2 separate regions of the Sus scrofa genome follow, and region 1 is linked to region 2. Evidence: chromatin contacts called from public promoter capture Hi-C data. All regions are on one chromosome and are shown on one strand. Each heading gives the region's core, a stretch centred on a gene start, on an enhancer-like site or on the middle of the called end of the contact. The rest is flanking DNA. Distances are from core to core; before and after follow the strand shown. Region 1 holds the start of FAM107B (protein FAM107B). Region 2 holds the start of CDNF (cerebral dopamine neurotrophic factor).

The links. Promoter capture Hi-C pulls out the DNA fragments that hold promoters and counts their contacts.
Region 1: a promoter capture Hi-C map of liver shows a contact between it and region 2, with 8 times the contacts expected there. The contact joins the promoter of FAM107B here to the promoter of CDNF in region 2. A contact is called at or near these places in 2 of 5 promoter capture datasets (both in liver) and 1 of 2 datasets of contacts at active chromatin or transcription factors (alveolar macrophages).

Annotation. Positions count from the first base shown.
Region 1 is chr10:47,138,513-47,144,648 of Sscrofa11.1, forward strand. FAM107B (protein FAM107B) reads left to right here and starts at 2,264. Exons shown (of 4, transcript XM_021064842.1): 1 at 2,264-2,474.
Region 2 is chr10:46,932,064-46,937,871 of Sscrofa11.1, forward strand. CDNF (cerebral dopamine neurotrophic factor) reads left to right here and starts at 3,467. Exons shown (of 4, transcript XM_003130739.4): 1 at 3,467-3,753. The coding sequence starts at 3,639. It overlaps HSPA14 (heat shock protein family A (Hsp70) member 14), which reads right to left and starts at 3,240. Exons shown (of 14, transcript NM_001243393.1): 1 at 3,093-3,240; 2 at 1,853-1,933; 3 at 1,695-1,777. The coding sequence starts at 3,149.

The sequences.
Region 1 (6,136 bases), core at 1,014-3,513, 210 kb after region 2:
CTAATATTTCCTATATGCCAGACACTAGGTTAAACAGGAGGATGGAAAGATGTATATATATCAAGTATAAACTCTGCTCAAGGAGGGCATATATTTATGATCCAGGGCATGCATTACAAGGCCATGCCAGGTATGGGAGGGGCAGAAAAGGTCAATTCCATGTGAACAGGTCAGGAAGTCTTCTCAGAAGAACTTGGGTCTCAGAGAGGAGAGGAGCTCTTGGGAGTTTGGGGGAGGCAGGTGTGTTAGGCAGAGGGGAGTTGTGTGTTAAAGCCTAACTGATGACAGATTCCTTCATCTAGTCTTCATATTCAAAAAAACAGGGCCAGTTAGCAAATACAGCACTCTGGCTGAGTGGAGCCAAGTGTGTTTGTTTGGGGGATGTAGCAAGAGCACAGGGAAGTTGTCAAGGCGGTATCAGGAAGCATGCTGCTCAATGGGGTACTGTAGGAAGGAGCTTGAACTTGTGTACTGGAGTTTCCTCTGTGGTGCAGTGGGATTAGTGAAAATCCTGGGATATGGATTCCATCCCAGGACTGGCACAGTGGGTAAAGGATCCCCCGTTGCCACAAGTGCAGCTTAGTTTGCAAATGGCTTGGATTTGATTCCTGGCCCAGGAACTCCATGTGGCCAACCACCTCACCCCCAAACTTGCGTGCTGCTCTATGGGGTACTGTAGGAGTGAGCTTGAACTTGCATGCCGGTCTATGGGGTACTGTAGGAAGGAGCTTGAACTTGGTCATGTAGTAGGACTTGGACTTGGGCACGCATTAAAGGGTTTTAAGAACAGATTTGCATTTGGGAAATTCACGGGGGAAGCAGTTTGGAGGAAAAGCATTTGTGAGATTGAAGGCTAGGAACAGTTGGGAGGCTACTGCTAGAGTGCAGTGGTAGACCCTAAAGGGCAACTGTGGCAGAGCTGGGGGGATGGGGGTGTGGGGCAGGGGTGGGGGTGGCTATGGAGGCATCACCTAGTATGTGCAGGACTTGAAATTGACTCTCATGTGGAGAGTGGGGAGAAAATCTAGGTTGGATCCCAGGTTCTGGTTTTGGTAGCTGGTGGACCCATTGTCAAGAATAGAAACAACACAACTCAGAATGGGAGAGAAGTAAGACTTGTGGGAAACTTGTGGATAAAGTTCATACAGGTGCGTTTCTTGGGCTGGGAGGGAACTCCTCTTTCTAAATCCTGTGGCAGGTGACCCCACTCCTCAGTGGGCTTCAGGCCTGGGGATGACCAGGGTCTTAAAGTGCTGTGGCCTGAAAGCATCTTTGGACTAAGTCATTTGTTTGCTGAAATTCATAATTGATAGGACTTTTCTGTGTGATCATGACCCAAGCTGTTTCAGTCAGAAAAGCTTCCCCATAAATCAGCCCTTATTCATCTGTTGCCAAGAAAATTAAAAAGCTTTTGATCTAAAAATCCATTACCTGCTGTCTTTACTGTTTGTGACTTTGAAACAGATATCTCTCATTTTTGTACCTGCTGTGATTCGGGTAGATTGTAATCTAAGAATCTTAGGGTTGGGCAGAGAAGCCATTTGCTGTAAGAGCGCTGAGAAAAACGAATATCAGAGGGGGAAAAAAAAGAGGTAAAACAAACCCTTTTCTCCTTTTGCACAAGTTTAAATCTCCAATTACCCTTTGATGAGCGGGGGAGGGGGAAGAATCTGAGCAAATTCCTCTGTCACTGGGTTTCAGGCTATGGTTTGACAGTAAATGTGAACCATTTCAACAAATTTGATGCGTCTCCTCCTCATTCCCTTTGAGTTTGCTTCGGTCACGTCTTGGCAGAATTTAAATGGGGACAGCCTCTCTGAATGTTACAGGCGCGGAGTGGAGGTGGAGACCAGACACCCACCAGCCAAACGCTCCCGCGAACTCGTGTGTGTGTGTGTGTGTGTGTGTGAGAGAGAGAGAGAGAGAGAGAGAGAGAGAGAGACAGAGACAGACAGAGAGAGAGATCTTTAATCGTGGGTCCCGCAAACGCGTGCCTGCCGCCTTTAATTTCCCATTTCGCTCTCACTCATCCGGTGACACTCAGCTGTTGTTGTTGTTGTTGTTTTTTTCCCTTCCAATATTCCCTCTCCTGGGAGAGTTTCCGAAGCCAACCAGCCTAAAACCAGATAAGGAAAACCTCCCGGAACCTAATCCGCGAGACTCTCCCAGCACAGTCCCCCCGAGGCCCGGGTCCCGAGCACCGAGCTTCAGCCAGCGCGGCGGGGCGTGTCCGGGGCGTGTCCGAGGGCGTGTCATCAGCAGACTCGCCCCACCCTCTCCCCGCCCCGTCGCTTAATTCGGACGCGCGGGGCCGCCGGGTGTGAAAGAGCCGCCCTGCGCCGGACTGGCAGTCGCCGACGCCGTTTGAGCCGCCGCCCGCGCCGCCTCCGTCCGCCTATAGCCGCCGGGCGCCTCCGTGGACGCCCGGAGCGAGCGCCGGGAAGGGCGCCGCGCGCCTTTGTGCGCGCGCAGAGGTGGGTTTGCCTCCCGCACTTACTTTGCACACAAAGACTAGGAGCTCGGGGGAGGCGGGGTGCCCGCCGGGGCCACTGCGCGGCCGCCCGCCCTGCCTCGACTCCCGACCTGAGGGTCTCCGGGGCAGGAAGGGTCGCCGGGCTGCCCCTCCCGGCCTGCCCTGGGGCGGGAGGGTCCCTGTACGCGCGCGAGGACTGCACGCCGGGCGGTGGGCGTGCGAGGAGCCCGGGGCCACCCAGCGCCGTACCGGGGGCGGACGCGGGGCGCGGGCCCGGGGCGTGGCGGGGGGTCACGCGCAGTGGTTCTGGGAGCCCCGGGGTGCGGGGTAGCCGGGGGACGCCGCGAGGGAGGCGAGCCCCGGCGGCCACACTGCTCGGCTTATTGTTGCTTTCTCGGCCCTGAAAATGGAGAGACCCTGCCTGGAGCGGGGATGCGCTGCCCACCCGGTGCGCCGCACACGGCCAGATGCCGAGCCCTGGGCGCTGGGTTCGCCCCTCGCTGCCCGGGCGCAGCCGAGCCTCCGCCTGGGCAAACAAAGGAGGGGCTGCGGGGGGCCGGTTTGCCCCGCTGGTTTAAAGGTGACCCGGGCACTGTTTCCAAACAGTCTGCAAGTAACTTTTCCGTATTTGCTTCCTCTCCGCTTTTGCTCCTCCAGTGAACCCACTAAGTTGGGTGGACTCTGCACCCAAGTCCTAAAATTTTGATTCTCCTAACTTCTCTCCAAACATCTTCAGGTTCCTCACGGACGACGCGGATGCGTCGGGCCAGGTTTTGACAGGCTGTGTAGGGGATGGTAGCAGTCCCTCTGAAATGTGAAAAGGAATCCCGTTGAGGATAAATTACAGATCTTAGTCTCTGCAGCAAATCAAGATACCATACCCTCTCAGTGACCATAAAGCAAAGTTATTTGATTAAAGTGGGTGTGATATTAAAATAAATACAGAAAACGGGGGTGAGGCCTGTTAGACTTGCTAACAGGTTCTTGGTTTCTCCTCCGGACTCGTTCCCCCTCCAGCACTTTGGAGATTTTAGCTGTCCAAGTTGCCTTAAGTTGAAATAGTATCTGGAATTCCTGTCTAGAGATTTCTTAGTGCTGGTAGTTTCCAGTTTAAAACTTTTAAGTATAAAATTATATATGTTTATTAAAAATTTCCAAAGAAATATAGGAGGAAAAAGTCACTCAAATACTCAACCACCCAAACATACCCTGAGGATAAAGGCATCTTTGCTTCATTTATGGCGTGACAGCCGTTGTGAATGTGTGTGTGTGTGTGTGCGTGTGTGAATAAATGAGAGTTACTGATTATTAATCTTTATCACTCACATCAATCTAATTTATGATCTCTAATAGCCATAGTCTTCAACAGTGGCTTGCCAACAAGTTGTTTGAAATATATTTCCTTGTAGCCTGGCAAATAACCACCTGTACAGAAGGGGGAGGGAAGAAGTAGAAAAAACAATGCAAGTTCCACTTAAAATGGAAGAATGTAATACGACAGAAACATTGAAAATAATATTCTTTGGATTTTAGGAGTGGTTTGGGGTTGACTTTTTAAAATTTAATTTCTTTTATTTTTTAAAATGTTTTTAAATTATAGTTGATTTACCGTGTTTCTTCAATTTGTTGTACAGCAAACTGAACCAGTCATATACAAATCCCTCTGCTGTACAGCAGGAGTCCATTGCCTCTCCATTCCAGAGGTAACAGTTTGCATCCACCAACTCCAAACTCCCTGTGTGTCCCACTCCTTCCCACCCCTGAGTTTTTTTAAAAATAAAGGTAAGCCTTTCAGCTTTAAAATTATTTAAAATAGAATGGTATTCTGAGATTCTTGAGAATTATACCATGGAAAGGAGCTCTTTTCATAGAACAAGGCATAGCAGTGGTTTTGTAGGTGGTGACATGATTGCTTCTAAAAGACCTTGCATTGAGAAAGTAAAATAAGAAGGGTTTTCCTATGAGTAGTGGGTAGTTTTGAGGGTGTGTATTCGGTGAAAAACAAAAACAGAGAACACTTTGCTCAACCCGACATTGGGCCCCTGACGGCTTCTGTCATCACATTTATCTTCCACTTGTAAAATTGACCAACGTTGAATTTCTCCTGTTTGCAAAGTCACAAAGAGGCCTTGGAGACAAGTGTTTAGAACTTCTAGATTGAGCATTAGAATGATGCAATACTTTTTGAAGTTAGAAGATTTTGCAAGAAGGAAGTTGTGGTTGTGTGCTGTCAGGTGCAGTCTTTGTTCCTGTTTCTAACGGGGCTCCTTAATCTGCATGCGTGCTTGGTGGGGATGTGTGTGTATTACAGTTGGCCCTCAAATTTCGTATCCGTATAATCAACCAATACAGGATCAAATCTGCAGGTGCCAAACCCGTGGATACAGAGGACCGACTGTGTTCATCGAACTGCATCCTTTTAGACCAGGGATTTGAGCATCCTTGGATTTTGGTATCTGCAGGGGTACCCTGTGGAAATGGAGGATCAGTGGCTGTGAGCAGTATGTAATCTGCTATAATAATGGTACCTTTCTCCATACAGATGTCAATAGGTGCTAAAAGGGGGGTGTGAAAATCTCTAAATCTTATTTTTCAATCCTCCTGTGGCCTCGAACAGTCTAAGCAGCATAGCCAAGCTGGTTAGAGTTGAGTCGCTTTGCTCCTCAAAGTCTTGTTGCCTTGTAGGTAGGAGAGAAAAATTGGGGAGTGGCCCAGGGCTCTGGACTTGCTCTGGCTAGTTGTGATGGCCAGCTGCCGTTCCATTCCTAGGATGTTTAAAGAGTAGACTTGGTTTGTGTGTGAGAAGTGCTATGGGAAATCCCGTCCTTAAACTGTATGTTGCTGTCATTCATTCATTTTTCATTCATTCATTTTTTTGTCTCTCTCTTTTTTTTTTTTTTTTTTTTTTTTTGCCTTTTCTAGGGGCGCTCCCGTGGCATATGGAGGTTCCCAGCCTAGGGATCGAATCAGAGCTGTAGCTGCTGGCCTCCACCACAGCCACAGCAGCCAGGATCCGAGCCGTGTCGCGACCTACACCACTGCTCACGGTAACGCCAGATCCTTAACCCACTGAGCAAGGCCAGGGATCAAACCCACGACCTCATGGTTCCTAGTTGGATTTGCTAACCACTGAGCCACAACAGGAACTCCTTTGGTTTCTTCATTGTTTAAAATGTCCAAGTAAATGTGGAAAAGACTTTTACTGATTTTTGAGGAGTGTGGCTGAGGAGGTGGAAAACTTTTCTCTGCAAAGAGGGAGGCTTCATATCATTATGTCCCACCTGCCCCCTCCATCCAGAATTCTCTGTGCAAATGTTCGGAAAAAGTGGGCCAGGAAATTTGGTTGGGTGAGATCTCGAATGGAGGCATTTTTAGAAGTCCCCAGATATCTGGAGGAGATAATGACTTGTGAGCCTTCCTCTTCTTTGTCTTTTAGGGCTACAGCTGCAGCACCTGGAAGTTCCCAGGCTAGGGATCGAATTAGAGCTGTAGCTGCCGGCCTATACCATACGCCACAGCCGCAGCAGCGCCAGATCTGAGCCGTGTCTGCCTGGATCCTTAACCCACGATCAAAGCCAGGGATTGAACATTTGTCTTCATGAATACTAGTTAGATTTGTTACCACTGAGTCACAATGGGAACTCCTTGTCAGCCTTTTTCAGC
Region 2 (5,808 bases), core at 2,217-4,716:
AAGGGATGCTGTGGCTGTGTGTTACTCATCTGTCACCATTGCACTCCTTTGTTAAAAGGTAACTTCCAGGGCCAGAAAAGCGAGCTGAAGTTGCTTTTGCTAATACAAAGCTTTTTGCATAATATGGCAGAAGACATCCACCTCACTGCTATGACCATCCACCCCCAAATAGCGCATAAAACAAACAGGGCTGCCAAGGGGATGGACCTATGCAACTGTTCTGTGTCTTGTGTCTATCAGTGTAGGTACCTTGGTGGTGACACTGCAGTGTAGTTTTGCGAGATGTTACCACTGGGAGAAAATGGTAATTCCAGTAATACATCCCACTTCTCTGTATTATTTCTTGCAACAGTATGTAAATCAACTGTTATCTCAAAACAAAAAGATTAAAAAAAAAATTGTGTGTATATATATATATATATACACACATTGTTGGCTGCTTACAATGAATTTAGCATCAAGACCCAACTACAACTCCCGTTGTTTTTTTTTTTCATTCAGTTTATAATTTGAAAAACTTTGATACCAACTCAGTTTATTTTCAGTATGCTCAGTACTACATTTTACCAACAGATAAATGGACACAGGAGTATACGTATCATCACAAAAATCCGAGTTCTCTCCAAAAAACTACAGTTTTTGGCTTAAGGCGTAGATATCTTAAGGAAAGAAATGAATAGCAAGTTCAATTTAACTAAACACAGGTTAAGGGATAATTAAAAAATATCTCCACATATAAAATAAATAAATATTAAATTTAATCCATAATTCTAAAATCGACACAAGGAAATTTTTAAATTCTCAACTGAAAAAAGAAGAAAGAAAAGAACCTGGAGCTAAAGATTAGACATCTTGAACTACAGTCCTATCAAGTTCATCCCTAAACTAATTTGGGAATGCCTTAATTTCCATGTGCCTTGTTTTCTCACCTAGAAATAGGGAGGGACAAAATCTGCCCTACCAATTTTACAGGGATTTGAAAGGATTAAATAAAATAATAGATGTGAAAACACTCTGAAAATTTAAAAACACTGTATCAAGAATTACAACTCCAGTGAAAAGGAAAACCCCTAATTATCACAGTAATCTATAATTTGAGGAGACAGAAGTCTCAGGAAGCAAGCCTGTTTTAATCTTTTAATTAAAGTTACAACAGATGATTAACCTGATTCTTAAGACATTAATTAACCTGTTTCCCTAATGATTAAATCTGGAAGCCAATTAGAAAAGTTAGTTCCCATAAAGTGTCACAAAAAAGATCTGAGGAAGGATATCAATAGTAAACATGCACCAATTTTAACAGATTTCACAAAATTCAACTACAGCGCAAAGAAATCTTCAATTTCCCACATAACCTTTCAACTTCCCTCAGTTTCAAAAAATACTATAAAAATGTGAAGTCCAAATTACCATCTCTGCATGACACAAATTATCAAAATTAAATTTATGTTGGCAACCTATCAATACTAACAGACCTGTAAGCAAGAAACAAATGTCTGAGTGAATCCCATTTTTGAGAAGACTCAGCACTAATATCAAAAGAAACAGCCTCCTGGGGTATTCTGTGAAATGACTGAGTCATTAAAAAAACAACAAAAAAACAAAATGGTGTTTTGAGTTTCATTTCACATTACACTTAGAATGTATGAACACGTTCTTATTACCATATACAAAAGTATTATTTTATTCCATACCTTCTGCCAAGGATCTGCTTTACTTTCATTACTGTGTTTGAAATATTCCTTATTCTACTTTGTTTTGCTGCCAATCCAACAACCTGAAAAAGAGTAATGTATTACAACGCATGTAATCTTTTACTTATTTCAAAGTACAAAAATGAGGGGAACAGTACCTCTTCATTTTCTGTGTAAGCAACAACAGCTGGAGTAACTCTGTCACCGGCGTCGTTTGCAACCACATCAGCCCGTCCATCCTGGAGAAAAATACCCAACTACTACATTAGTTCTTTTGAAATGAAATATACAGTGTCTTTAGATAGAAACATATGTGGGCCAGTGTTACTTTGACATATACGTGGAGAGAGAAATTGCTTTATCAAAAAAATTTTTTTCCTGGCTGCACCCTAGGCATGTGGAAGTTCCTGGGCCAGGGATCCCTGCGGCTGCAGCGACAATGCTAGATCCTTAACCTTGCTGGGCCACAGGGGAACTCCTTTTATCAATTTTAAAACATGTAGGTTTTATTTGTCATTATTTAATTTCCAGATTTTAATAAGGCCAGCATTCCACAAAAAGCTGCTTCATTTTTTTCAGTCTTCTCTGCGTAGTTGATAACAGACCATACGTAACAATCTATCTATATATACAATAAAAAGTCTCATTACACTACCCTTTCTACTGCTCTTCCTTCCCCTTTAAAGGCATCTTCCTCTCCTTTTTCTACACAGGATGAAGGAGCACTAATCCCTTTGGCTTTTCCTTACAAATCATTTGACATTGAAACGTGAGACTAATATCAGGTGTGTATCATATTAGTTCCTTCCGCCTCCCCATTGATGAGAGAAAGGCCAAAACTCCTCGTTCGGCTCTCATTTCCAGACAGGACAAGTGAGTAAAGCACACACCATCAACCTTGCTTCACACGCTTCGCGAGATCAACAGCTCATTCTTGGCTAATGTCCAGAAATCTCCGGGTACCAGACGTTCAGGTCCCCCTCGAAGCCTCTGGCAGCCCTGATGTTCCTGAGACCCTCCGGGCCTGCTACGCCCACGCTGTCCCCGGGACGCCTCCCTTAGGGCCTCCTGCACCCACAACGTTCCGAGACCCTCAAGGCCCCCTGAATCCATAACGTCCGCGGGCCCGCCCCCCTCCTGAGGCCCTGACCTCTCCGAACCCCGCGCGCCCCTGCCGCCCGCCCCTCCACCAGCGCGCAAACCTCTCCAGAGAAGCCACAGGGGACGAGGCCAGGTCCGCCCAACACTCAGCCCTGAAACCTTCCCGCAGTATCGCTTCTTCGCCCGACATCCGTAGGCCGGCGACACGCGTTCCACCCAGCCCCGCAGGTGACCAAAGGACTTGGCTTCGCACCCAGAGAACGGGGTACCCGCAGCCCAGCTCCCCAAGCCCCTCACCTTATAGACGGCCACACAGGCTGATGTGCAGCCCAGGTGAACCCCGATGGCCGCCATGAGGCGGCAAGAACGGCGGCAGCAGTGAAAAGCGGCTCCCCTGTGGCAAGAGCGCCCGGCAGCAGAACAGCCCCATCAGGCACCGCGGAGACTTCACGTTCCCGCCCGCCCCCTGCGTCCGGTTCCTCGGCCGCGGCCTCCCGCGTCGCCACCAATCAGCGTGAAGGTCCCGCCTTCCCTCTAGAACAATGGGCAAATAGCTTTAGGGCTCTCTCTCCGCTCAGGGGGGCGGCCCAGCGTGAGTGCTAATGCGCACGCGCCCGGTCGGGGAGGGAAGGGAAGAGACTCCTTCGCTCCGCCCCTTTCCATGCCCTTTTCTTGAGAGCCAATGGAAACTCACGGATGAGTCGCGTCATTTGTCCTAGCAACTCCGGGCAGGTTCTTTACAAGCCCTTGCATTGAGCTCCTGCGTCTGGGTGCAGCCTCGGAATCTAACAGCCCAGCTGTTCCTTACGCCCGTGGTTGGTCGTTTGGAGCTGCTGGTTGAGCATGTGGTGTGGGAGCCCAGCTGCCATGGTGGCCTTTTGCGCCGGACTTTGGTTCTCTAGCCCGGGGCGGGCGCAGGGCCAGGAGGCCGGGGGTCGGCCGGGCGCCGACTGTGAAGGTGAGCGGTGTGAGACCTGCTTGCATGGCGGTGGCACCGCTTCGCAGCGCAGCTGTTGGGTTTGGCTTTTCCCGGCCCTGGCTATAAATAGCATTTCACTGAGGAGATGCTGGCCCTGGCCCAGGGTTCCGATCGCCTACGCCCAAACTTAGGCAAAAGTTCGAGCCGGGCTCAGGGACGTCTACAGTCCGCGTTCTACAGTTCGCGTTCTTGGTCCTGTTCTATAAAACTGCCGCAGTCAAAGCCGGTGGGTTTTGATTTGGATTCGGTTTTGCGCAGACGCCATGTAGATGCAGACGACCCTGGCGCCAAATGGATTCGGCTGCTGTAACCACCTTTCCACGCACTGGAGAAGCCTTTCAATTTCAAATTAGTTTGTAACTCCCCAAAGGACAAAGCATTACACATTGTCTAAATTGAGATAAAATGGCTTAAATCTCAGGACATAACTAACTTTTGTTAGGACTTCACAGGGAAAAGTTGCTTTACAAAGGAGTGTCTTAACGCTTTAGAAAGAGGAGGAATAGAAAAGAAAGATTGCTTTTTTGTTGACAGGGTCTCCGCTGGGGACTTAGAGTCGGAACACGTGGGTCTACGTCCCACCCAGCCTTCTGGCTCTGAGGCCATTGTGCCTGGTTTCTTGCAAAATCGACGTGAAAATACCTATCTCAGAGGGCTGTTAGCAAGAAGATAATTAGCCACGCTAGCCCTTTCTCCCAGACTACAGTAGCACTTTTTGTATTTCACTCATTGAAATGATTACTTTAAATGTATATCCGCTCACCCTTCTGTGATCTTGCGAATCTATTCTTCCTTAGCAGGAAATTGTAGGTGCACATCTAGGTTGAATGAATGGGTGAGTATAGACTGTACTATAACTGAATCAAGTCTTCACAATTGGAGTCCAGATTTCTAACAGCCTTGCAATAATTAAACTTTTCTCAGAAATTCAAAGTATCTACAGGCTGTTAAACTTTAGATACAGATATTTGCCCAGCTAAGTTATAATTTTGTTGAAAGATCCCTTATAACTGGGTCCTACACGTTTAAAGTAGAATTTGTGAGGCATAAACAATTAGTTGGATTTGTCATCAGTAATTTAATTTCTGGAGCTTCTACTTACAAACATTTCAGAAGAGCCGAAGCATCTGGATTAATTAAATGTGACGCTTCTAACGTCTTTCCTGAATGTATTAAAGCATATTGTAATTATTAACTTGTATGTCTGACTAACCTGGGTGTATATTTCCTTTTGTTAAAGAAGTTGTGGAATCACAGTGAAGGAAATTCTGGTTTTAGAACAAGAAGAATCTGGCTCTATTTCTGCTTATTAGTCTTTATCACTAGCCAATTAATTTCCCCTCAGTGTGTAAGATTAAAATGCTCTACTCTATATACTGTAGGGCAGTATTTCCATTCGTTTTTTTTTTTTTTTTTGTCTTTTGTTCTTTTAGGGCCGCACCCGCAGCACATGGAGGTTCCCAGGCTAGGGGTCTGATCAGAGCTATAGCCTTCACTGGAGCCACAGCAACACGGGATCCAAGTCGCGTCTGCGACCTACACCACAGCTCATGGCAACACCGGATCCTTAACCCACTGAGCCAGGCCAGGGATCGAACCCGAAACCTCATGGTTCCTAGTCGGATTTGTTTCCGCTGTGCCACGACAGGAACTCAAATTTCTACTCTTACCTTGACTACTCCGTGGCATAGGATGCCACTGACTTCTTTGATCAGTAAAAAATTGATAGTCCATGAACCACTTGGGACCTATTGATGTAGTTTGTGAAGTTCACAAAGTATTTGGAAAAAAAAACCCATTTAAATTAATTGGCTACATATTAAAATTGGGAGACATCATATTCAAAAATTCAGATTTCTGGCTTACCTTGAAAACCAGGTTAGCAGTCAAGACTAGCCCCTATGTCCATACAGTTGGAAATAGCTGTGGCTAAACTTTCTAGAAAGGACATGTGTTCTTAAGGTTTTTGTTTTTCCTAGACTTGGATCGCTTTATCAAGTCGTTTTACTTGCCTGGGCCCTGTTTAAGTTTCTG